Linked DNA regions of Sus scrofa: all the other regions are linked to region 3. A link is a contact called in public Hi-C data. All regions are on one chromosome and are shown on one strand. Each heading gives the region's core, a stretch centred on a gene start, on an enhancer-like site or on the middle of the called end of the contact. The rest is flanking DNA. Distances are from core to core; before and after follow the strand shown. Region 1 holds the start of NRIP1 (nuclear receptor-interacting protein 1). Region 2 has its middle 84 kb from the start of NRIP1. Region 3 has its middle 160 kb from the start of NRIP1. Region 4 has its middle 65 kb from the start of NRIP1.

What was found. Hi-C and Micro-C count contacts between places; a contact is called where the count stands out from the background.
Region 1: a contact with region 3 is called in a Hi-C map of liver, with 1.9 times the contacts expected there. The contact joins the promoter of NRIP1 here to the enhancer-like site in region 3. A contact is called at or near these places in 1 of 5 promoter capture datasets (liver), 6 of 47 Hi-C or Micro-C datasets (brain, embryonic fibroblasts, liver and 1 more) and 2 of 2 datasets of contacts at active chromatin or transcription factors (alveolar macrophages and skeletal muscle).
Region 2: a contact with region 3 is called in a Hi-C map of liver, with 6 times the contacts expected there. The contact joins two enhancer-like sites. A contact is called at or near these places in 3 of 47 Hi-C or Micro-C datasets (liver and skeletal muscle).
Region 4: a contact with region 3 is called in a Hi-C map of liver, with 3 times the contacts expected there. The contact joins two enhancer-like sites. A contact is called at or near these places in 4 of 47 Hi-C or Micro-C datasets (liver and skeletal muscle) and 1 of 2 datasets of contacts at active chromatin or transcription factors (skeletal muscle).

What each region holds. Positions count from the first base shown.
Region 1 is chr13:179,914,888-179,917,652 of Sscrofa11.1, forward strand. It overlaps NRIP1 (nuclear receptor-interacting protein 1), which reads right to left and starts at 1,339. Exons shown (of 3, transcript XM_021070819.1): 1 at 1-1,339.
Region 2 is chr13:179,998,723-180,001,422 of Sscrofa11.1, forward strand. No RefSeq gene overlaps it. Among named protein-coding and RNA genes, the nearest start is that of NRIP1, 84 kb to the left of the region's middle. Within about 2 kb of position 1,364, at least 19 of the 83 cell types and tissues checked have an H3K27ac peak or open chromatin away from gene starts, as enhancers often do. A contact at or near this core is called in liver, where this site is marked.
Region 3 is chr13:179,752,016-179,754,715 of Sscrofa11.1, forward strand. No RefSeq gene overlaps it. Among named protein-coding and RNA genes, the nearest start is that of NRIP1, 160 kb to the right of the region's middle. Within about 2 kb of position 1,331, at least 8 of the 83 cell types and tissues checked have an H3K27ac peak or open chromatin away from gene starts, as enhancers often do. A contact at or near this core is called in alveolar macrophages and liver, where this site is marked.
Region 4 is chr13:179,979,741-179,982,443 of Sscrofa11.1, forward strand. No RefSeq gene overlaps it. Among named protein-coding and RNA genes, the nearest start is that of NRIP1, 65 kb to the left of the region's middle. Within about 2 kb of position 1,406, at least 33 of the 83 cell types and tissues checked have an H3K27ac peak or open chromatin away from gene starts, as enhancers often do. A contact at or near this core is called in liver, where this site is marked.

The DNA of each region.
Region 1 (2,765 bases), core at 89-2,588, 160 kb after region 3:
GGAGTGCTCCGTTCGGCTCCCCAGACGGACGGAGGACCCAGGAGCAGGGTTTTTCTTCAGCTGCTTTGTCACTGCGAAGTCTCCAGCGGAGTCCGTCAGCGAATCTACATCATCCCCGGGAAGAATCTGACCCGACCAGACAAGGCAAAAGGCACAGGGCTGCCACTTCTTCAGCAGCTCTCCCTGGTTCAAGCTCCGAATAAGAAATAACAATTACATCACGAGGCTGGGGCGGCAGCGCGGTGGAGCCTCTTGGTTTCCTGCAGCCAGATCTCGCTGAACCCGCCTCTAAATTGAGGGGGATAAGGATTGGTGAAGAGAGAAAGTGGAGGGAGGAGAGAGTCATACGAAACCGTAATTTCCCCTTTCTCCCTGTATTTGCTGTTTTAAAATCTTATCCTCAGCGCTCCCCAGACATCTAACTAGAACTATTAACACCCCCTCAACACCTCCCCAGATGTCAGGTTTCTTTTTGACTACTAGCATCTAGCATTTAGTAACTCGCCATGAAAAACAAAATTACCGGGGGAAATGAGTACCGTTGCTGAAATTGTTTTTGCTTGCTCCGAAACGCTAAAGTGCAGCTTAGCCTCCCTTTAAACTCCGAAATGGCATGCCTGTTTTAAAACACTTATTACACAAAACAAGTGAGTGGATGAGGCATTCCATTCTTCTATGTAGGAAACCTTGTGAATTCCATAGCATTTGAAAATAGAGTTGCTGGTGCACTTAAAAAAAAGAACTATCCAAGTCATAAACAGTATTCTATGCCTGTTATGTAATGGCTGTGCTGTGCATTTAAAATGTCATTTAACCTTTACAAATATGAATGAGAGTTCTGGAATACCTTCACAATCTGAAAAGTGAAAGCAATTTTTCAAATTAATTCTTAAATCCAGCCCGTAGCACAGTGCTGGGTACATGGTAGGTTTATTTTGCTCCATGGTGATACTGCATTTTAGAACAATTCTTTTACATCACTCTGGTGGTTGATTCAACTGTGCAGTCTGTCGCCCTCTTATACAGTTTAGACCTCTTATGATAGTTTGTTATTTGCATATACCACTGTTTGAAATCTGTTCAAGACAACTTGGTAAAGTCTGCTGTTCTATAGCATAACATTAACCCAGGATTGATGCAAAGCCAAGTCTTCCAATTAAGTGATGATCAGCATAATTGGAGCTTGGCTCTTTAAGGAGTCAAACTTGTTTAAAAATAAAAAAAGTCAAACTTGTTTTAACTCTTGTACAAATGTTTTCTATGTATTATAAATATTTCTGTTTTCTAAAACAGTTTGGCTTTTTGTCGAAATTCTGGGTTAATTTTATTTAAAGTGTTTATTATATAGTAGGTTATAGTGGATTTAGCAACTACGTCCAGTTCCTGTTCTTTATCAGGCTTCTTCCAAGGTGTTAAGGCTGCTCCCAGGAGGTATATAAGCCATCAGTCTCTGCCCTGAAAGACTCTGGGATACTGGGACTGAGTGATTATCTCTGCCCGTTGTAGTTTCTCTCCCCCTTCTCTAACTGACAATCTGGTGTCTTTTCTCTCTTTTGCCAGCATGCCTGCCTCCAACATTCTCCTCCTCTTCTGATTGGCAGCTGCTAGTCTGGTGAGGTCTGAGAATCCAGATAGCCTCACTTGTCACAATACAGTCTAAAGTAAAACTGAGTGGGTTCCCTGGAAGGAACTAATGTGCTCACCAAGGAGTAAAGCACATGAACCTTAGTGCATAGATTCTGTGACACATTTGGACCGCTCAACTGTTGCTCTGAAAATATTCTTTTTGCTTCTTAGCAAGAGTTTTAGATGATTGCAGTTGGTAGATAAACAACTTCCTAAGTCAGGTTATATCAAGTTTTGGTCTTGCCCTCCAACACTAGTGTTAAAAAAGTCTGCTGCAATATGTTAGGTGACTTAACAAAGCTGCTCACCTCATTATTAAGCTCTCTTCTCAACCTCACAGAACTCCAATCATTGAAATCCTGAACTCTTTTTGGTAGTGCATTAGTGTTAAGTAAATTGCACACCTTTTGCAGAATTCATTTTTACTTAATCATTCTAATTGTGTTGGGGCTATTTTGTTGTTCTTTGTTTTTTTTTTTTTTTTTTGAAAAAATCAATACCTAAGTTTCCTGGCTAAGAGAGTCATTGCAAGGATACTGGGGCATATATGTAATATAAGAATGCCTATTCAGTAATTTGTGTAGTGAAGACAACTCTCATATAACCAATCGTGATGTGAAAAAGACACCCTTGAGCTTATATACTTAAACACACAAGTAGGTTTACAAACCCTGGGGTTCCTGTGGGCTCAGAGACTTACAGTTCGGGCTCAATATGTTCATCCCCCACAAAGAAGGCATCTGGGAGAGGCGTGCTTATGATGTGCTCCCTGAGTCTGTCCTGCTAGAGCATTGTTCACACCAGTTGGTGACAGGATGTTTAACCATTCTAAGTTCAAGTACTACAGCCCCAGGGGCCATATCCCTCTCGTTCACATTTGGGTACCTCCATCACTTATCCCTGGCACACTGTGTGTGCCAGCGGTAGCCATCCGGTAGATATTGGACAAGATACTGTCATAGCCACAGGACAGAGTCTTTAATTCTACTTGGGGTTCAGGTGTGGGGTAAGGCAATTCAGGGAAAGTTTTACAGAGAACAGAGTGCTTCAGCTGGCCATTCATAGGTAAGAAGAATTTGCCAAGTAGGCAAAGTGGAAAGCGGTTCTCAGAAAAGGAAAAGACTCTTTAAGTAGCAAAG
Region 2 (2,700 bases), core at 114-2,613, 250 kb after region 3:
GTTAAGCTCAACTGCTCCCAAAATAGATAAAGTAGCCGAGCAGTGAAAGGTTAATTTTGGGGCCCCCCAAACCCTCAAGCAGAGCTTCTTAGGGGGCTCCTTGGTCTTTGTTAGTGACTAAATGAATAGCCTGGAGTCAGTACCTCCACCAAAGCCTGTTCACTGATCAATAGTGAACAAACTTTAGCAACTGAGACAGTGTCTATATATTTTTTGGCTGGGGGCATGGAAGTGTGAGTATCTTCAGTAGGACTAGGATTTCTTTTATGGATGATAACTAATGCTTAACTCACTAATAACCCATGTTCCTTTTCCTGAGTCTAGACCCTCTCTTTAAATAGCTAACACTTCGGGCTTATGGATATCAATTACTGATGTGCTGAAGTGAAGTAGAAATGTGTTTATTTAGGAAGGAGAATGCTTTTTTCCTGTTTCTTAAAAAGTGTATTGAAATATAGTTGATTTATAATGTGTTAATTTCTGCTGTGCAGCAAAGTGACTCAGTTAATGCATATATACACAAACATATACACACATATATATATTCCTTTTTATATTCTTTTCATTATGGTTTATCACAGGTTACTGAATATAGTTCCCTGTGCTACATAGTAGGATCTTATTGTTCATCCATCACCTATATGCTAATTTACATCTGCTAATCCAAACTCCAAATCCAGGGAAGAAGGATGCTTGAATGTGCACTTAAATTGCTTGGACTTCCAGCTGCTACAAAACATGTCTTGGCTACAGTGGCTGGGGAAATGATGTATGTGACAGGGGTCACCATTATTTAACTCTCGCGCCACTGAGAAGCTGAATGTGCAGAAAGAAATGAGGAAAGGAGGAAAAAAATGGGGGAAGGAAAAAGAAGGGCGAAACGAGAAGAGGTGCAGTAAGGAGAGATGAAGTGACACCAGTCATTGCCCGGTGTGACATTTAATGGCACCAGGACTGTGGTGACCTTCTCTGAGTATAAACTGGGCCACAGTGTGTGGCCTCTGGAGCAGTCATTGCAAAGCGGCCCCTCTACAAGGGCCTGTTCTGAACAGAAGAAAAGGCTTCTCTTTGGAAGGACCGGCCCATGTTCCGGCCCCATCAGTGAGAAGCAGCCCAGACGCCTACCCCCATGGCCGGGATAAAGGAGAGAGGGATCGTATTTTAAAGCTCCATTAACAAAGAACTTTACTCAAGGAGGAGCTGTTAATAAGTAATGAAACAAAGTGCCTGTTATGGAGATTAAATGCCCCGGTGTCTAGGTACAAAGTTCAGGCTGCAAAGTGCAGCTGTCACCCTGTCCATAACCCCACCGCAGCCTTAGAACCCCTGGTTCAAAGTGTGTCTTGCTGCCTTCCTGTTACCAGGCTGCCCGGCGCAAGGTCTGGCCAGGGTTCAGAGTTCAGTGTCTGAGGCTCCGCTGACTGCCTTCTTTGTTTAGCTGGGGCCAGCTTTAGATAAGCCTCCAACTGCTTATTTAAGACGATTATGACATACAACTGACAGATTATTTTCCCAGATTCTTACACTTATGTTTCACATGCAAGTTTAAACAGTCCCAAACTAATTTCTCAAGGATTTGTGTGTATACAAAAGCAATTGATAGCAGAACATATGAAAGACTAGGTCAGAAATCTATTTCTAAGGAATAAGTGTGGTCCAAGCAGACACATCAGACTAAGGGCTTTTGAAGTAGGTCCTTGTGAGGACAATTTCCAGACAGGTCAAAGAATTCTCTCTCTAATGATCAAAGAGCAAAAACATACTAGATTTACCCTTGAGAACTGAGTAAGTCCTTTCCCTGTATAAGAGTAGACCAGTGGTATTCATTTCTGTATAGAGAATCCCTCTTTAGCTGTTTTTTTTTTTTTTTTTTTTTTTAATATTTATGAAGGACTTGGAGGGAAACATTTTTCAAGTGGTTCCCACTTTTTGACCTGATCTAGCAAGAATCTCCGGAAGGTGGGCAAAACTTTAATTAGCATCCCCATTTCACAGATGAGGAAACTGCTGCTCAGAGATGTCAGCAACTTGGCCTAGGTTGCAGAGTTAATATATTCTAGAACCCAGACCACAGTCCATCTCTTTGCCTTTCCTCTCAGCACTTTTTCAACTGGTCCAGCCTACCTCTCATGTCTGGATGCCAATTTTCCTTACATGGGTGTAGTTCTTTTTCCTTCTTTACTTTATGGAAAATAAAATCCAGGAGGGCAGGTAGTTTGGAAGATGTAATTTGAAAGAAGGCTTTAGGTAAGGGTTTTGAGAAACAGGATTTGACTCTGTGTTGGTCTAGAGCCAGCACCTGTGGTTCAGGCTCTCCCTTCCTCCTGGCCCCCAGTGCCAAGGAGGCAGGATTTTAGATTCCTTACCAAGTGGGTCGGTTAGGAAGCTGCTCCTTCCAGTGATAGCATGGTTAATATTTTACCTCGGGGAGGAGCACAGCCCACAATGATACACTAGAGCCCCAAATGCTTAGAGTTTAGGAGATAAGTTGCTTGTGATTCATAAAATTAAGCTGAGATTTTCCTGGCTCACATTTTCTTTATATTAGAACAGACTTTGAAAGATCCTCACCAGGTTTCATTCCTTTGGCAGCTTCTTGTAAAAGCCTACAATGATCCAGATATTTATTTATGTATTTATTTATTTCATATGGAAATTCACAGGTCAGGGGCCTATGCCCCAGCCACAGCAACACCGGAT
Region 3 (2,700 bases), core at 81-2,580:
AGTTCAGTATCAGCTCGGTCCTTTGTCACCACGCTGCTGGGAGGATCTCTTTTGTACAAGAAAAGAAGGACAGAATGTTGGAAGGGAACTCTCCTTGACAGATGGGAATGAGAGTGGTGTGAGTAACTAACTGGAGGCAATAAAGGTGTTAGCGAATCGCAGGAGGGAAGAGCGGACCAGGATGACTGACTCTTCCACACGCTGCGTGTTGCACCAGTGCCAGGGAGAGTTGCCTATCTCAGCTTCAGTGTTAAGAGCATGTGGCTCCCGCAGATTCACAATGCATGCATCGGCTTTCTCAGCATCACAAGCACTGGCGGGGTCCTCATCCACCTGACAGGGCTACCATCTCTTTGCCACCCTCCTTTCCAAAGCCTGTTCTCCTGGTCATCCCTCCTTTCTTTGTCCTAGTTCTTTTGTTCTTCTCCCCTCTGTTCTTCACATCTCTCTACATGATTTCCTCCTCTTCCTTTGGGATTTTTGTCTTAAAGTAAGGAGAGTCTCATCATCACGGTCAAGCCAGTGTCATGTAACCAATTACCCTCAAATCTAGCTCTATCCTCCATGTTAAGAAAACCCAGCTGTTGCTAAGAATGGTGTATCTATACAGTGTTTGTGTATGAATCATAGCAAGAATTCTTAAGGCAAGAAGACTGCTGAACCAAAAACTGTCATAACACAAAAGATCTTGAATGATTATTACCTCCCCCCAACTACATTCCATTTGACAACCAAGCAAATCACGACTTGGAAAAGTTAAATGTGTTCCTGAGGTTATACCAACCATCAGAGTGAAGGGGTCACTTAGGACCTAGGCTTCTGAATTCCCTATTTTATGAATTTTAACATAAAAATAAAAGCTACGGATCCTCTAGACCTCTATGCTGCATCCCTCTACTACAGAAGCAAACACAGCGAAAGAATCAGGGATGCTCTTTTGTTCTCCTGTTAAGTGTCTAACCTCAAGGAAGTCACTCACCTCCCTGGTTCTCGGTACTCCCTTTCACAGCTGAGGAGCCTGGACAGATCATATAGTTACTTCTAGTTCCAAAATTCAATGACCCTTTAAGCTTAACTCCTTTCACCAGAATACCTGTCATTTCTAGGTAAATGGTGTTCTCAGTCCTTTCTGCTAAAAGAGGTTAAGTAAATAAAAAGGAAAGATCGGGCTCTGCTTTTGGCCTAAATTATAACTTCATGACCAAGGATGAAAGAAGTTAATAGCAATAAGAAAGCTTCCAGAGTCTACCATTTACAATTTAAATACTTTACTTGGGAGGTTAAAAGTTCAAAGTTGAGTCATAGTCTGAGGTGGCTCTGCTCTTTCTTTTTAATTATCTGAGGTCAGGAAGTTAATAATACCAGAAATCCCCAGTGGAGACCTCTTGTGCACTGTGTGAACTTTAAACTTGCTCATTTTTTTTTTAAGGGTAAAAAGTTCAGTAAAAACACAGTGGACTTTTCCTCTGAGCCTCCACCCATTCATCCCCCAAGGTCAAAAGTTGAACTGTAAAACAGAAACCCTTGTTCTCTGATCCACATTTAAACAGATCACTTATTAAAAGGTAAACATTCCAAATGCAAGCTAAGATCCAAAGTGAATCTGTTCAATAAAAATAAAAATATTGTAATAAAATGTCTTTGATCTTTATCACTTGACTTGGAATTGAACATCAGAACTTATTTTTTTGAATCTCAGAGAAAGAGCAGTCGGTAAAGCTTTTTCCTAACCTATCTCTGCCCTGAGATTGGCTTATCTGGAAAAGTTAGATCTAAGATATTTTTTAAATAATTGTGTTTACAGTCTCATCTTAAGGCAATTTTTACAATGAATTCTACATGATTTACATTTGTTTGTTTTGCTCAAAAACAGTTCAAGTGTGGTTTAAATCAGAAAGATTTAAAGGACTGTGGAATTAAGAGGTTTGCTGAAAATGAAGAGGGATGTGGAGAAAATAGAGAAATGGATGAATGAACACAATGAACCTCCTGGGAATAAGGAATGGACTATATTTGAAAACTTCAAATGTTAAAGTTCAAAAATGGAGCCATGAGAACAGTGGTAGAGCCCTAAATATGTACAGTTGACCCTCCATCTCTGCAGGTTCCACATCTTCAGATTCAACCAACCATAGATCAAAAATATTCAGAAAAAAAAATTCCTGAAAGCCCCATAGATGCCAAGGGACGGCTACATTTAATAAGGATAAGACTAGCTTTCTTAAAATAAAAATGGCAAATTTAAGAAGTATGGAAGAGCCAACTAAATACTAACCTAATCCAATCAATTTGCTTAGAAAAACTCCCTGAATCACCATTAGACTGTTATGGTATGTACCCCCAAAGTGTCCTTTTCTAATAAAGTAAATAATATATGTGTCTACTTTTTTTCAATGTATACTCTTTGAGAATGCTTTTCCTTAAAAAAAATAATAAATAAAAAGTCCATTCTGTGAATGAACATTTGCTCCAAAAATCTTTTAAGAAATCACCTGTGTCATAATTTATCCAAATATTTTTCTACCTTAATAATTTTTGGACAGCTTAATGAGAAAAGTAGAGAAAATAGTGAGAACCTTGAAATAAAGGTTTACAATGAACACATGCATAATAAAGACTTTTCACTGATGTCAGTTAAGTTCTTCGACTTTCTGATTAATTTTAACACAAACTAAAACTAGAAGATACAGCTCTGAAGAA
Region 4 (2,703 bases), core at 156-2,655, 230 kb after region 3:
AAGTTCTTATTTTTCACTGAAACAACACAGTGCATTATTTGGACAATATCACCTCTGAGATAATACGATTTGGTCATTAAAATGACTGAAATAAACATACATGGAACCACTAATTCATGTGTCTGGACTGCATTAATGATCAAATTGAGAAACAGTTCACATAATCCAGTTATTTGTGTGGCTATCACTCAACAAATATTAATTGGCTGCTCTTTGTAATACATTACAGCAAATAGTTACTATACAAAATGCCAATTGAACACAGAGTGCTTTTTCTTGTTTATTCTATAAAAAATCCTTCAGAAGAGTTGAAAAGAAGACAAATCAGATTCAGAAAATGTCATGACTGAAAAAGCAGCTTTAATTAGGAACTGGAAATAGAAATCGAAAAACAACCAAGAGCCAGTGAGGTGTTTTATTTGGGAGCTTTCTTATTTATCAGTGTTCTTTACTGATACATGGATGTTAGATGTGGGCAAAGTGAAAGACAGATGATAAATTTCCATTTAATATGAATTGTTATGGAACTTGTCTTGCAGACAGAAGCAATGTGGAGAACAGAGGTGAACACAGATATGGTTTTATTAGATATATGTATTCATTCAACAAATATTTTTTTGAGGTCATGTTATTTTGCAAGCGCTATCTAGGCACTGGGGTTCTAACACGAATTAAGCATGGCCCCTGCCATTGGTGAAGCAACCAACATGAAAAAGCTAATTTGGAAGGGGTGGTGGTGAAGGGTCTCTAAAGTAGATGAGGTGAGAGTCAGACTAAATGAGGAAAGAGGCTCAGAAGCCAAGGAGAGAGAGTTGTGTAATTGGTTATCAGCAGTGTCAAATTCTGTACATAAGTCAAGGAGCATCAAGATGGAGAAATGCCATCTGGTTTTGGCAGTGAGCGTGTTACTGGAGACCTTGGCAAGGCTAGCTTCTGGGAAGTGGCGTGGGTTAGGGCTGGTCTGGATCAGGTTCAGGAGTATTTTCACTGAGGAACTGAATGCATCTGGTGCACTCTAGGAGTTGGGAGAGGTAGGGGAGGGAAACAGTTGTTAGAGGGTGTATTTCTTGAGGCCCTGGGATATCTGAGACAGCAAAAACCCCCACCCACAGGCTTTTAAGTTCTATTTTGTGAAAACCCTAGCTTTCACCAGCAATAAGGAAAGGGCATTTACATCTTCAAGTAGCCTTTGTTGAGCTTGTTTGTTCTCTCCGGGGCAGTGAGTCACTCTGGAACACTGACCCTGCCATTGAAGTCAGCAGATTCTATTTGGAGAGCATTGGCGATTGTGGGGGAAGTTGTTTAAAAAGTTGACAAAAACATTTACTCTCCCTGATACGCTAAACACCTGCGTGTATTAGTTTTGGCAACTGAATATCAGCTTGGGAGCACGCGAATGCTGTTCGAGTCAAAGCAAAGGGAAGTCTCGTCTTCTGAAGGAGCTAAATGTACATGACACAGGAAGGAGTTATAATACTTTCTATTTTGGTTGTCTCTCATTTGAAAAGAATTTTAAAGAGAAAAGTGGTTCTGCAAATGCCAACTTCAATTAAAATGCTAAATACTAGTTGCAGTTTCCCCACCTCTGCCAAAGGGAATATGTCCAATGTGACCAGCCACCTGTTTCCCTTTATAAGAGCTCAAGACTGCTGCTTCATCCAGCACACTGGACTGACACTAAATATCAGTGTGATGATGAATCAAAAGTCAACAGCAGCAGAGTTTTATTTACCCAGAAGTGACCTTTAGTAAGGTCATCTCTTTTTGAGAGGACATTGCAGTCATTAAAGTTGAAACCCTTATGCAGAGGCTCCTTAAGCCTATTTAAGGCATGAGATGTAGGGCATCATGATCTTCAGTGTTTCCAATTTGATCAAATATACATATATCTGTATATGTATACATACGCCAACATGTCGGCGGAAGATGTTTGAGCAGAGAGTAATGGCACATGGTTTGTGATGGCTTAACTAGACACAGTGAAGGTCATAGAACTAGAAATTTAAGAATCAATTACGAAACAGGCTAAAGTTGCAGTCAAGAGAGTGGGTTTGGAATCAGTAAGACGTGGGTTTTAATGACAGCTGTGTCATTTATTAGCTGTGTGGCATCAGTGGCCTAATTTGTTTTTGACCACGCCTATAGCATGTGGAAGTTCCCGGACCAGAGACTGAACCCCGGGCCACAGCAGCAACCTGAGTTGAGCCACCAGGGAACTTCTGACCTAAATTTTTAAGCCTCTGTTTCCTCATCTATAAAATGCAAATAATACCAGTATGCCTAATGTATGCTGTTCTTTTAAGAATGAAGTGACACGGTTCATGCAGCTTAATCCAAGACCAGGCATATATAGTAAATGCTTCATAAGTAATGGCCATTATTTCCCTCAATAATTCCTTGTTGATCAGGAAAATAGAAACCATTAGCGTTCTTTATAAGAGTTAATATAAAAATGAATGTATGAAACAACTTGTAAAAATTCTAGTTTTGGAAAACAATCGAAATATGTCTAAGAAAAACTATAAGCATGATAAATCCAATCTAAGAAGACTGAAATGAGAACATTTTAATCACCAAACAGAACCCAGAAAAAGAACCGAAGGGTTTTAAAAGTTATATCCACTCCTAAAATTTAATAAGATTCTGATTTTGCTAATGTTAAAAAACCTCATTTCTACTAAATGTAAAAATTAGAAATTAGCT